Regions from separate parts of the Rattus norvegicus genome. Here region 2 is linked to region 1. Evidence: chromatin contacts called from public Hi-C data. All regions are on one chromosome and are shown on one strand. Each heading gives the region's core, a stretch centred on a gene start, on an enhancer-like site or on the middle of the called end of the contact. The rest is flanking DNA. Distances are from core to core; before and after follow the strand shown.

Region 1 (6,870 bases), core at 1,283-3,782:
GAAATCCTAATGCTGTTATCTTCTTCTAATGACGCACTGCTATAGCCATGGGATCTCAGTCAACCTTCACCAGAGAAGCTTCCTCTTGCAAAAGATAAGAAACACAGAAACCCACAAGTGGACAATGTTCAGAGTGAGAAACTTTGGAGTACCCAGTCCTTAGTGGAAGATTTTTATCAAACTCCGGCTTCTAAGTGGAAGAGGAGGTGAAAAGACTAAGATAGGTGATGGATGACTCTAAGGAAGGTGTGTCTTCCAGACACAACAGGACTGGGGCACGTATGAACTCACAGAGACTGTGATAGCACACAGAGGCCTGCAGAGGTTCAAGCCAGGTAGGGTCTCAGTACTGAGACAGGGGAGTAGACGTAAGCCCCACCCCTAACCAAGAAAGCTATTTGCAATTGATACCTGTTGGCAAAGGGAAAACACATTTTCTCCAGTGGAATTTCACTGAGTATTATTAACCACACCTCAGGCAGGGCCCTGAAGGACCCTAGGGGCTTTTGGCAGTCTTACACCCACCACCTCAGGTCAAGACCTGAAGTACCAGCTTCCGGCCTGGGGTCAAGGCTAGGCCAAGTCCCATTCTCCACCCACAGCTCTCAACATTCTTGAAAAACCACAGAAGGTACTGACTGATAGTCACTGACCCTCTGGTCCCAGATAGAGTTCTTTTTTTTTTTTTTTTTTTTGGTTCTTTTTTCCGGAGCTGGGGACCGAACCCAGGGCCTTGTGCTTCCTAGGCAAGCGCTCTACCACTGAGCTAAATCCCCAGCCCCCCAGATAGAGTTCTAATGCATGTCTTATGCTTCCTAGCCGATAGACTCAAAGGTCAATATGCTCACCAATAAGTTTAAACTGTAACCTTGCTGATGTAACCTGTAGCCCTAAAAGGTATAAAAACTGCTTGTTATAGCCATCCGAGGTCACCTTCTAGTCACTCGCCACGAGGGTTGCCAGAAAAATAAACCTCTTGCGTTTGCATCGAACTCCATTTTCGTGTCTCACTTTGGGGGTCTCCCGGTAGTTAAGACTCACTTCGAGCCTTACAGTGACACAAAACAAATCCATTGGTATTTTTGTAGACTTTTTGTCTCATTTTGCTTTGTTTGGGCTTTTTTTTTTTTTTTTTTTTTTTTTGTCTTATTTCTCTTTTGCTTATCTGCTTTTATTTTCTTTTTGTGTGTGTGTGGGTTTTTTTGGAAGGGGGGGTTGTGTGTGTTTCTTATAGTTTTTTTTTTTACTTTGTTTATTTGACAGAGAGAAAGAGAGAAAACATGAAGTTGGGTGGGTAGAGAAGTATGGAGAATCTGGAATTGGAGGAGGGAAAACATGATGAAAATATATTGTATAATTTTTTTCAATTAAAAAAGGCAAAACACTCAGAAATGAGGAAGAGGAGGAGGGAGAGGAAGAGAAGGACAAAAGGACACTAGGTCTTCACAGAAGGGCACTAGAGAAAACAATGTTTAGACACCTTTTCTTCAGTGAAAGAAATTGACGACACGCCTTTTTCCATTCAGAAGTGTGAGTGGATGTGTTAGTGCCTGGTAACCTTTGCTATTCTGTAAAGTTAGCCTTCTCAAATTTCCCAGAGTCCTGAGCATTGTTTCTCAGTCAATGGAACCCATTCATGTCAAAAAAAGAAAAAGAAAAGTTACAGGTGCTTTGCTAAAGAGGTGTACTCTGTAAGAGTCTTGATGTAACCATGGCTGATGCTTGGTTGTGATAATTGTCAGAAGGAAACTTTCCAACGTTTTAATGTGTTTAATTAAAATAAATGACGGGGGCTGGAGAGATGGCTCAGTGGTTAAGAGCACCAACTGCTCTTCCAGAGGTCCTGAGTTCAAATCCCAGCAACCACATGGTGGCTCACAGCCATCTGTAATGGGATTCGATGCTCTCTTCTGGTATGTCAGAAGACAGCTACAGTGTACTCATATACAAAATAAATAAATAAATCTTTAAAAAAAATAAATAAAATAAAATAAAATAAATGACAACAGACTCCAGAGGTTACCACTGGCTAACTAAGTGGAGCTGAACCCAAGTTCTTTCTTTTTTTTTTAAAGAATTAATTATTAATTAATTTATTTTATGTGAGTAAAGTGATGAATAATGTATATCCTCTTGTAACTAAAAATCACAAAGGCTTCGGGGAGTCAAGAAGCCATAAGGGGGGTTGGGGATTTAGCTCAGTGGTAGAGCGCTTGCCTAGCAAGCACAAGGCCCTGGGTTCGGTCCCCAGCTCCGGAAAAAAAAAAAAGAAGCCATAAGGTTTGGATATACTCACCACAGACCAGACGGAATTCAGATGAGTGTGCCTGCCTAATGTTGAGAGTGGGATTTTTTTCCCCTTGGTCTTGAGTTCTCTTACCTTTCCCAATTACTAAGGCAAATTTTAACTTCTGTTCCTAGTTTATATTTGTCCCAGATTTTCACCTGGCTGACACCCAGGGACTGCCTGAGGACGGCAGACTGCTGATTTCTGACTCACTGAAAGCTGAGGATTAGCCATTCCAGTGATATGCTTGGTTCCCTGTCTTTCAGCTGAGTCACCTAACCAGATGCTTTGAATAAATGCCCCATTGCCCAGCCTTTAACTGGCATTTCAGCCTTCCTGGGCTCCCAAAAGACAACATCCTAATCTCAGCAGGAAGCAGCTATAGAAGGAGAAAAATACAATGTTGAGATGCTAAGTCAAAAAGAACCCTATTTCTGGCAATAACTCATAATTCTTAGGTCCCAATTGATCCCTTGGCTAATGATTCTGATCTTGAGGAAAAAAACCGATGAATCAATTATTTGACTCAGTTACAAACAGAGTGGGTAATGAGAGGACAGAGTCAGCTGGAGACAGGCTGACTCCATGGCAGGCTGCAAACTGACAGTTTGGGAGACTAGGCCTAAGTTTCTGTTTCCCAGAACTGGAAAAGTAGAAAACAAGTCAATTTCAGAAAAAAAAAAAAAAAATCCACATGCCTTAGTTAGGGTTTTATGGCTGTGAACAGACACCATGACCAAGGCAACTCTTATAAGGACAACATTTAATTGGCACTGGCTTACAGATTCAGAGGTTCAGTCCAATACCATCAAAGTGGGAGCATAGCAGCATCCAGGCAGGAATGGTGCAGGAGGAGCTCAGTTTCTACATCTTCATCTGTGACTTCAATGGTGACAAATAAAGAGAGTAAAATAGGCCTAGGTCCCCAGGGGCGTAAATGAGTGTCTGGTAAGAAAGTAGCCGAAGGCAAGGGCTCAGTGATTGCTACTTTTCTTGTTGCTATAATTAAATAACAAAAGTAACTTAAGAGGGGTTTGTTTACAGTCTGAGGGGACATCCTATCAAGGTGCAGTGGGGAAGGCCTGGCAGCAGGAGCATGAGGCAGATGGGTAACACTGCATCCAGAGAGAAACCTAAAAGCAATGGCTGCTGTGCATGGCTCAGCACCCTTTCTCCTTTTTATTCGTTCTGGAACTCTAACCCATGGAATCCATGCAAAGAAAAAAAGGCAGAGAGCCTTTACCCTGGGATCCAGCTTATCTTCCTGTTGGCAGGGTCAGAGGCTTGAATCTTCGAGCACTGTAGATGGACAACGAGGTATGTCTTCCCACCTCTGTGCTTATTAAGGCCAGAATGGTATGGAACCTTCAGTTTTAACACTTCTCTCAGATCCCTACGGTAATTATCTGTGCCTACGCAGGCTCAGGATACCTTGTGACCTAGAGTTTAGATACTTCTCTCTGACCCGTGAGTTTCTACAGCACAACAGTAACCTTTCAATCCCAAGTAAAGTACAACCTCGAAGTGATGTAAAAAACGGAGGGAAGAGGTTTAAAAATATTTTAATACTTCCCTGAACTTTTATAAGATGTATTTGATGTATATCCTACAGCTTTTCTTACATCCACCCCTGCTTTCCTACCTACCCAACTTGGTGCTCCCTTAGCTCTTGGAGTTCAAGTTATGTTATCCAAATAGTTGGGTGTGGGGCCAGCCCCCGGAAAGTGACTGACCTACCAGGAGTTACACCCTTGAAGATAAAACAGCCCAGCTGTTATCAAATGCAAATAGCTCCTTACCCGGGTTGGGACCTCAGGCCAAAGGCCGTGAGAAGATTCTTAACATTCTTTAGAGATAAAATTTGAAAGCCACCAAAAGCCACCAAAATCGTACATATGTAAAATTACCTAAGAGCTGAGAGGTTAGAAGTATGTTGTTGTAGTAAACATTTAATCTCAAAGGGGGTTTCTACCCTGCCTTTGATCACTCAGTTCTCAGATAAAAGACGCAAAACCTTTATATATTATGATAAGCCTTAAAGCACTAGAGCTGGGCAGATATCAACGCTCTAAGCTGTTGGTTTCTACTTCCCTATCAATAACCCCAACTTATAACGAATCATGTTCCCTCTGGTCAGCTCTTAACTCCAGCTGGCCAGCCCTCATGGCCTGCCTCCCCCATCTCTCTTCTGCCTCTTTACTCAACCAACAGTTTTAAACTAAGGAACAAGGTTGCATAGCATCACTTGGCATGTGTGAGGATTCTCTCACGCCTGAGACAACCAGGACCAGCCAGAATTTAGCATTAGATGCATAGCAACAGACCAAACCTCAACGTATGATGCTTTCTACCAGCTCGCCTGTCTCGAACTCCAGATCCAGGGAATCTGGTGCCCTCTGCTGGCCTGTAGAGACACTACAGTTGTGTGGTACTCATCTAAATAAATCTTTCTTTAAAACACCTAAAAGTGAATCAGCCAACGCCTCCAGAGTTCCCTCCTTAGGGCAATGGTCTTTCCAGAAGTGGTTTTTTTCTAGCTCCAGGAACTGCTCACAGGTGATCCCAAAGTCTCCACGGCCACAGGACAAACAGTTTTCTCCGTCTCAATTACTCCCATCAAGGCTCACTTGACTTCCATTCTTCAGTTTTCTAGTTCCTGGCTTTAAGGTATCCTGACGAACTTGGATACCTTGTACCATCATGAAACAAAATACTACGCCCAACACACAATGATACAGAGTAAACATTCAAGTTCCAAAATGGAAAAAAGATGACCTCACAAAGAGAGAGAGAGAGAGAGAGAGAGAGAGAGAGAGAGAGAGAAGAGAGAGAGAGAGATTGGACCAAAGCAGGACTAAAAGCTAGTACAGAAGAACCAGAATCATGCAACTGTGTGTCGGGCATCTGGGACTCAGGATGGCATCGCCTGTGCGTGCGTCAAAGGACTTATATAGCCCCACTCCTCCAGCTCTGTCCCCTGCATCACAAACTGTATCTCTTGGTCCAGCTGGATTCTGTGCCTCAGCTTTCCCCAGCAAAAGTCACACGCTTCAGGAATCCCCAACATCCTGGGCCTTGTACTGTAATTTGGGAGCCACCTTCTCAACTTTAGAGTGGTCACTCCTGGTCTTCTTGTGGGAAGTCCGTGACACACCTTGCCTGGCCTTAGCCAATCTCTGGAACCATTAAACAAACTTTATGACCTCAGTCTCAAAATCCTGGGTGGTTTGTTTGTTTGTTTTGTTTTTGTTTGTACTGTATTGATGATGGTCTCAAGTTCTTTTGACTCTGGATGGAATCTTCCCTCTCGGACCGTAACTGGAATAACTTCTATATACTTAAGTCTGAAAAACCAGGCTGCTGTTTTCAAGCAGGAAATGCTTTCTGAGGTGTCTGTGTTCACTCTCTCTCTCTCTCTTTTCAAATAAATTTGGATTTTCACAAATTGGAGTGTTGAATGGGTGGAGCCTCATCTTAAAAGTGCCTTGTCCCGGTGCAGACCCTAAGGTGTTGCTTTGGTCAGATTAATTATTTAACAATTACAGTCGCTTCTGCCAGGCATGGTAGTGAACACCTCTAATCCTAGTGCTTGAGAGTTTAAGATGGGTGGAACTCTCTGAGTTTGAGGCTAATCTGTATGGCAAGCTCGAGGACAGCCAAGGCTACAGAGATCTTGTCTCAAAACCAAAACAAAAAACAATTATAGCTACTTTCTCAGAAACTGCCTTCTCTACAGCATTAAATTTGCTCAAATTCTTTTCCTCACCAAACTGCAACTTTTTTTTTCTGGTATATTTATCCCCTTGTTGTTGCTCTTTTCCACTGTAGACATATATAAAAATGGCAACTGGTTGAGTGAGAATGGGTCCCCATAGGCTCATGTATTTGAGAGATTGGAACTCTTTAATAGGATTAGAAGGATTAAAAAGTGTGGCTTACTGTATTGAAGTGTATCACCAGTAGCAGACTTGGAGGTTTCTCCCCCCCTCCCCCCTCCCCCTCCCTCTCCCCTCCCTTTCCCTTTCCCTCCCTTCCTCCCTTCCCCTCCTCCTCCCTCTCTTACTCCTTCTTCCTCTCCCTCCCCTTCCCTCCCTCCCTCCCCCTCCCTCCCTCTCCCTCCCCTTTCCTCTCTCCCACTCTCCCCTATACCCCTCCCTCCCTCCCCCTCTCCCTCTTTCTCTTCCTCCTGCCTGTGGGTCTGAATGGGGATGTAGAACTCTCAGCTAATTCTCCAGTATCCTGTCTGCTTGTGTCCTGCCCTGCTTTCTCCAATGAAATGTTTTCTTTCCTCAAAGTTGCCTTGAAGATGATCAGACCTCCTCCTCTATAGGAGAAAAGAAAGTTTCAGTATGACACTGGGAGAAACTCATTGCTTCTCTGTCAATCAGTCAGGGATAATTAGAGAAAGTTTCATGGTCATAGGTAACATTCAGGACAGAGAAAAGCGGTGTCAAAGCTCCAACAAGTGGTACCAATCTGTTTTCCTGGTCTCCCTGGATAACTGTTCATGGCCATGGCTGAACTGTTAATCCTTCAGCTCCTAGCCCTCACTATAGGACCCTGCTTTGCTCAACTGCCTACTT
Region 2 (6,870 bases), core at 1,654-4,153, 50 kb before region 1:
TGCCTGCCTGGCTAATTCCAGTCAACATCCTGCATCAACTCTGGTCACTTGTTTAAAAAGTTTGCACTTGTTTTATTTACTCTGTGTGCGACAGACAGAGAAAACAAAGACAACCATGTGCCCTGAGATCAAAGGGCAACTTGCAAGTCAGTTCTCTCTTTCTAACATCCAGGTTCCGGAGATGGAACTCCAGTTCTCTGCCTGGCAGCAGGCCATCTCACTGGCCCTCTGGCCACTTTCTAAAAAACCAAAGCACACTTGCCCCTCTAAAAGGTTCCCCCATTGTCAGAAGCTCAGATTCCCGAACGCCAGATATAAAACCACCGCAGACGTATGGCCATGCTGCTGTAGTCCCTAAGTCCAGCCATGATGGCAACTGCTTAAGGACTGTGTCTCCTGCAGCACAAAATTTTGACAACTGTAATCTATTTGTTGTTTTTGACACAGGATCTCAAGTAGCCCAGGCTGGCCTCCTGATCTAGGTCTTGGAAGGATGACCTTGAACTTCTGATCCTCCCTCCTGATTCTACACCCCAAAGGCTGGGGTTTCAAAACTGCTCTACTGTGGCTGGTTTATCTGGTGCTAGGGATCAAACCCAAGGCTTTGCACATCTCAGGCAAGCACTCTGCCAGCATCCAGCATCCCAAGCCCCTGTCATTCATTTTTAAATCATCAGAAGAAAAATACTAATTAGTCCTGGAAGTAAAAAAAAAAAAAAATTTAAAGCCCCTTGAATCTCCAACGAGGGCCAGACATTTTGCTTGTCAGAATTCTGGTTCAAACACCGGAAATTGATACAGATAAGTTGTTTACTAAAAAAAAGAGCACCTTGCCCAACGACTGTGAACACCATAAACAAAACCTGCTTACTAAGCAAAAACAGTGCTCGTGTCTCAGAGGCCTTACGAAAGCTAAGCTATAAACAGATCTGGCATCTGCCATTGTCCTCTGGAAGAGGAAGATTACTGCTACTTCAAAATCAGGCAAGAGAGGGTTGGGGGAGCTTAAAAGGGAGGAGTCCGAGGGAACCCAGTCACAATACCAAACCCGTCAAGAACAGGCGAAGTTATCGAAGGGCTTTAGGAGGCAATGCTTTTTCAATCATATATTATGATATCAGAACCTGTAGCATGTATACACACACAGGCTGTGGTGGCAAAGACCCGGGGTAAGTTTTGTGACAGAAAACAACTGTTTTCCTGAATGGCGAGATGAGATGGGACTTCAGTGGCCTATTCTAACACCCCTATCCTTCCAGACAAAGTTAGTTTCTATAGGAAGGGTATGGGGAACTGTTGACCCCTGTGAGCTACAACATTGCTACAGCTTCACTTTCATTAAAAAAAAAAAAAGAAAAAGGTAAGCGCTAAGTATGCAAACACCTGAGAAGCCATAAAGTTAGTGTCACACTGAGCACAAGGAGGACACCACCTTCTGTGTGTCTGGGATGCGACGGGCACAACACACAGAGGCTGGCCGGAGTAGTGCTCCGTGGGGAATGAACATGGGTATGAAGCAATCCATTAGAAAGGATTACTACACCAGGCCCCTCTCTGGCACAACTCGAGCAATTAGTACTTCCCTATTTTCTGGACTTTTCCCTTGCAGTTAATGTAAACTCTTTGTTTAAAAACTAAAGCTAATTTAGGCTCAAGGATAAACCATGTAGTCCCCAGCCCTGCCAGATCCAAAGCTAAGGGCTCATGTATCAGGACTAGGAAATCCCCATGTTTGCATCTAAGCCAGAGCTGTAAAGGGAGAAAGGAGAATAAACGAAGTGAGGGCTCTCGCATTAATACCCCAACCCAAAACTGATGGGGTTGGGGGCCGCCTGGTTTTGCTTAAAAATTCCCTTTGCAGTGATAAAGGGGTGGACGCGACGATTCTGCAGGGGGAGGGGCACTGCGTAGGACTGGAGAACTGTAACTAGCCAAACTGCTGTTTCCAAGTTATGTTATCACAACATCTCTCAGAGGTTTTAGGCGCCTCAGGAAGCTTCTTCATGTCCTGCAGCTACAGAAGCAAGGAAGCTGAAGGTTGTCCAATTACCACGCCCCCAGGACCCACCTTTCCCTCCAAACTCCCTCATCTGTCACTTACTCCAGAGACCCCAGTAAAACCTATCCATTTCTCCCTTCGGAACTCAAACTTCCCAGGTCATTCCTATGCCCGTCTGTATCGAACTTCCACATCTGTATGAAAACACCAGATCCAGGTGTTATAAACACAAAGCCACTAGCTGCTCTGCGTGTCAGCACTGAAAAGGACACCGGTGACAGGAGATCTGGGCTCCCATCCTGGCTCTGCCTCAGCTTCGCTGTGCGTGCTGATGCCACGTACCTCCACATACGTCGCAAAACAAAAACAAACAAACAAACAAAAAATCGTAGAAAATTACTTACGTAGTGGGTGGCTGACAGTCAGCCTCCAGTACCAGAGGGAGGTTGGGGCTTCTCTCTGGACAGCTCCGCCACCCGGCCCTAGGGCGTTCCCACGCCAGCCCCGGCCTGGCGAGCACAGGCTCCACGACCCACCCAGAGCGAACGCAGCTCCCCCTGGTGGCCGCGCCGAGAGTGGAGCCTGCCGCGACCACCCATTAAACCTCCCCTCCGGCTTTCTAACACCTAGACCCCGGGCACAGCCCGCGAGTTCGCCAACAAGCCCGGAACGGCGCAGATCAGGGCGAGACAGGCCCCGTTTCTCCGGTCCAAGGTTTCCCATCTCCCACCACGCCTCGGAGAGCCCAAAGGAGTGAGCCTGTGACAGCATCCGACACTGCATGGAAAAGGCAAGAACCGCTACCTACCTGCATCCCAGCCTCCCCACACGAAAGCAAACAGCCCGGGCACGCTCGCGAACATCGGACCCGGAGCAAAACAAGCCTTTATAGCGGCATAATCCCCCACAATGCGCAAGCGCGATGCACAAAGCTTGCGCAAGACCGAAGGGAATCGTAGTCCCTCATCCGGCAGCCCCCGGCGCCGCACACCGCAAAAGACTACGTTTCCCAGAAGCACCGCTGATGCCCGGGGGTGCAGGCTGCTCACCGTGCCCGCACGCATCCCGTGCTGCCCCATCCTTTCCCGGCTTCTGATACCGGGTCTGGAATCTTCTCTGCCGTCCTGAGTCACCAGGGCTGGGCAGCTGGGTCGGGGTGGCTGGTCGCGCTGTATTCTCTGGCAACCAGAGGTTCAAAGTCAAGAACTTCCAAATCTATGCGGCGGTTCCACGTGCCAGAAAACATCGTGAAGGTCATCGTAGCCTGCTTCTGTTCAACCCCAATTCTAAGCTGTGGTGTCACTTAGCTGGTGCATGAGTCCTCCACGTTCTGAATGAACGATACCTTTGGCTGTCTTCTCTATCACAGCTGCATGGCTTCTAAGGAATTTCCAAAGTGCCAAGGGATGTCAAAATGATATGTTAATCAGTTTTTATAAATAAAAGTGAAGCTCCGGGGGCATTAGTCGTTTTATTTTTCTATTTTATCTATTTTAGTATCGTAATATAAGGACTACTCTGTTGAGTGCCTCCCCACCTTTAGAGTCCCCCAGGGTTTGTTTATGGTTACTCATTAAGAGACTTAAACAGAAGGCAAAATAGATTGCCCACCATGCAACTACCTAGTTAGCTACTGTCAACACTGCCGTAAGGCTGGACTTATTGACAGGGCGTTACTTGACACACAGAAGGAGTAATAGACCGGTTCTGTAGAATTAATAGCCTAGGCGCTGGGAAGATGGTTCAGTGGTTAAGAGCGCATGCAGATCAAACATGAGGATTTGAGTTCGAATCCTCCACACCATGGAAAAACCCAGGTGTGGCTGCGCTTTCACTGCGAGGCTAGGGCTGTGTGGAACAGAAACGGAAGAATCTCTTGAACCTGGGGGCAACCAGGCAAGCTGCACAGGCAAGGAGAGACCTTAATTTAAGACAATAAGACCCGAGTAAAACAGGATGCCCGAAGCTGTCTTATGACTTCTAGGTGAGAATGGGCACTCACACTTGCACATATACACAACACACATACATATACACATACACGCACAAGTAAAATTATAGTGTAGGAAAAGCATGGTAGAGTATCGTACTTCCATCAACCCGGCACTTAGGAGGTAAAGGCAGGTGAATTGTGAATTTGAGCCAGCCGGGGCCACATAGAAAGTAAAAGGCGAGATGGAGCATTGTAGAACATACCTTTAACGGTGGCACTGGGAAGGCAGAGGGGCAAATGGGTCTGTGTGAGTTTCAGGGTAGTCAGAGTTACATGGTTAGACACTGGAAAGGGGAGGGAGGTCTCTAGGAAACAGACTTCTGCATAACTGTAAATTTCATGTGTAACAGAATTGTACAAGTCAGCAAGGAAACGAAGCAAGTAGAAAATACTAGGACAATTGGTTATCCATATAAAAGGAAACGCTTTGCTCAATACCAGGTCCCAGGCAGATCAAACATCTAAATGTGAAGCAAACTGTGAAGTTGAAAACTTTTGGAGAAAACGTGAAATACCCTTATGAATCTGAGAATAGGGGAGAACCTCTTAAGGTTGACAAAAGATAGTGATGGGCGTTGTGTGTGGACACTAAGTATCCCCAGAAGGCTCAGGAAGTGAGCAGTGTTCAGAGCTCACCTTTCGGGATGTTGGATCATGAAGACTCTTGACTCAATGAGTGGTTTAATATTGATTGATGCATGGTTCCCTGTCACTATTGGAAGCTAGTGAAATGTTAGGACTTGGAGTCTTGTTAAAGGAAGTAGGTGACTAGAAGTATACCTTTGAGTGATGTATGTTATCCCTGGCCCCTTTCTGGTTTTTTTTTTTTTTTTTTTTTTTTTGGTTCTTTTTTTTCGGAGCTGGGGACCGAACCCAGGGCCTTGCACTTCCTAGGTAAGCACTCTACCACTGAGCTAAATCCCCAGCCCCGGCCCCTTTCTGTTTTATAGGCTCCCTGCCATGATGTTCAGCCTTGTGCCAAGCCCATAGTAACAAAACCAGTACACCATGGATGAGAATCTGAGCCAAAATAAGTATTTTCTCCTTTAAGTTGATGTTTTCTTGGGTATTTGTCACAATAACAAAAAGCTAATAAAATAATAAAAAAAAATACATTTGGGGTCCAGGAATCGGCAGACAAACTACACAAACACTGACCTCAGTCAGACAAGGATAATTTATTGAGCATTTGCCCCAGTACTGATTGATCAGGGCCAAAGACCAGACTCAGAAGGTGACTGCAACCTTGAGCGCTACAGAGCTTTTAAGTCTGAAATCCACAAACATGTGTGCCAAATTGTTCCACCAATCAGGATTTAGGGATAGGGGATCTCCTTAGGAACATGTCTCTCTCTGTTGTACACTTTTCCTGTTCCCATTGGCTGGGGTATTCATCTCTGGTGGAACAACTCACATCGCCTAATACCCATGTCTGAACTCACCAACCAGGATATCGGTTACACATGTACATATATCTCTTTCTGCCATGTAGAACGTCAACTCCCAGGGAGTTCTTAGGAACTTAAAACTATTCAATCCCTACTCGAAACGGAAGTCTTACTTCAAATAACTTCTTATATTGGCGCAGGCGTCTCTCTTATGTTGGGGTCCATCCCAGGAGAAGCTTACAAAAGCAAAAAAAAAAAAAAAAAAAAAAAAACAAAAAACGTAAAAGCTCATACACAGGTGCAGGAAGTGCTGCCGGGCCATTGGCTCAGGTCCAGGATCACTGTGGCTCGCTGCTGTAAAAGCAGTTCTAACTGACCTTTATTGTGATTGGCTCCCAGGAGCTTCAAAGCACAGAATATGCAGTCAACTCAGGCATGAGAAGGTTTCCGTGTAGCAACATTAGCAACCTAAAACGGTTAGACAGTTACACAGGCTTTAACACAGGCAAGATGTCTTTAACTGAAAAGATAAGCCACAAACTATAACTGATTTTTCTTTGCTTAGTTGAGGCAGAATCTCTGGGATCTCAGAAGCCGAGCTTGCTATTTAGGCAAAGGAAACCCGCAGCTCTGGTCCTCCTGTCTCTATTTCCCTAGTGCTGGAATTACAAGTGATACACAGTGCTGGGGACTGAGCCGAGCATGATGTGCAAGCGCTCTGGTACCTAAGTTACATTCAGTGATAGATTGTTTGTTTGTTTGTTTGTTTGTTTGTTTGTTTGTTTTTGTTCATTTGTTTTCATCCCCAGCACTGCTTTCCTCCCAGTCACCCACCTCCCACAACCCTTCCCCCAACACTCCTCCCCTGAGTAAGTGGGGGCCCTCTAGGGTTTCCCCCAACTCTAGCACATCAAGTCTCTGCTAGGCTGGGTGCATTTTCTCCCACTGAGGCCAGACAAGGCAGCCCAGTTAGAAGAACATATTCCATATATAGGCAACAGCTTTTAGGACAGCCCCCACTCCAGTTATTCAGGACCCACGTGAAGACCAAGCTGCACATCTACTGCATATGTGTGGCGGTAGGCGTAGGTCCAGCTGTTATGTGTTCTTTGGGTTGTGGTTCAGTCTCTGAGAGCCCCAAGGGTCCAGGTTAATTGATTCTGATGGTCTTCCTGTGGAGTTCCAATCCAGGCTGCAATCCTTCCTCCTGTTTTTCCATAAGCATCCCCAAGCCCCATTCACTGTTTGGTTGTGGGTGTCTGTATCTGCCTGAGTCGGCTGCTGGGTGGAGTCTCTCATAGGACAGCCATGCTGCTGTCTGCAAGATAACAGAATATCATTAATAAGGTCAGGGATTGGTGCTTGTCCGTGGGATGAGTCTCAAGTTGGGCTGGTTATTGGTCGGCTGTTCCCTCAGTCTCTTCTCCATCCCTAATCCCTGTTTTTCTTATAGATAATGTAAATTCTGGATTGAAACTTTTGTGGGTGGG

What was found. Hi-C and Micro-C count contacts between places; a contact is called where the count stands out from the background.
Region 2: a contact with region 1 is called in a Hi-C map of the A7r5 cell line, with 3 times the contacts expected there. The contact joins the promoter of Abcc5 here to the enhancer-like site in region 1. A contact is called at or near these places in 3 of 12 Hi-C or Micro-C datasets (the A7r5 cell line, Schwann cells and hepatocytes).

Annotation. Positions count from the first base shown.
Region 1 is chr11:93,924,058-93,930,927 of GRCr8, reverse strand. The region is part of intron 2 of LOC120095699 (a long non-coding RNA gene); the gene reads left to right. Among named protein-coding and RNA genes, the nearest start is that of Rps15al2, 14 kb to the right of the region's middle. Within about 2 kb of position 2,532, at least 10 of the 93 cell types and tissues checked have an H3K27ac peak or open chromatin away from gene starts, as enhancers often do. A contact at or near this core is called in the A7r5 cell line, where this site is marked.
Region 2 is chr11:93,974,318-93,981,187 of GRCr8, reverse strand. It overlaps Abcc5 (ATP binding cassette subfamily C member 5), which reads right to left and starts at 2,903. Exons shown (of 30, transcript NM_053924.1): 1 at 2,808-2,903.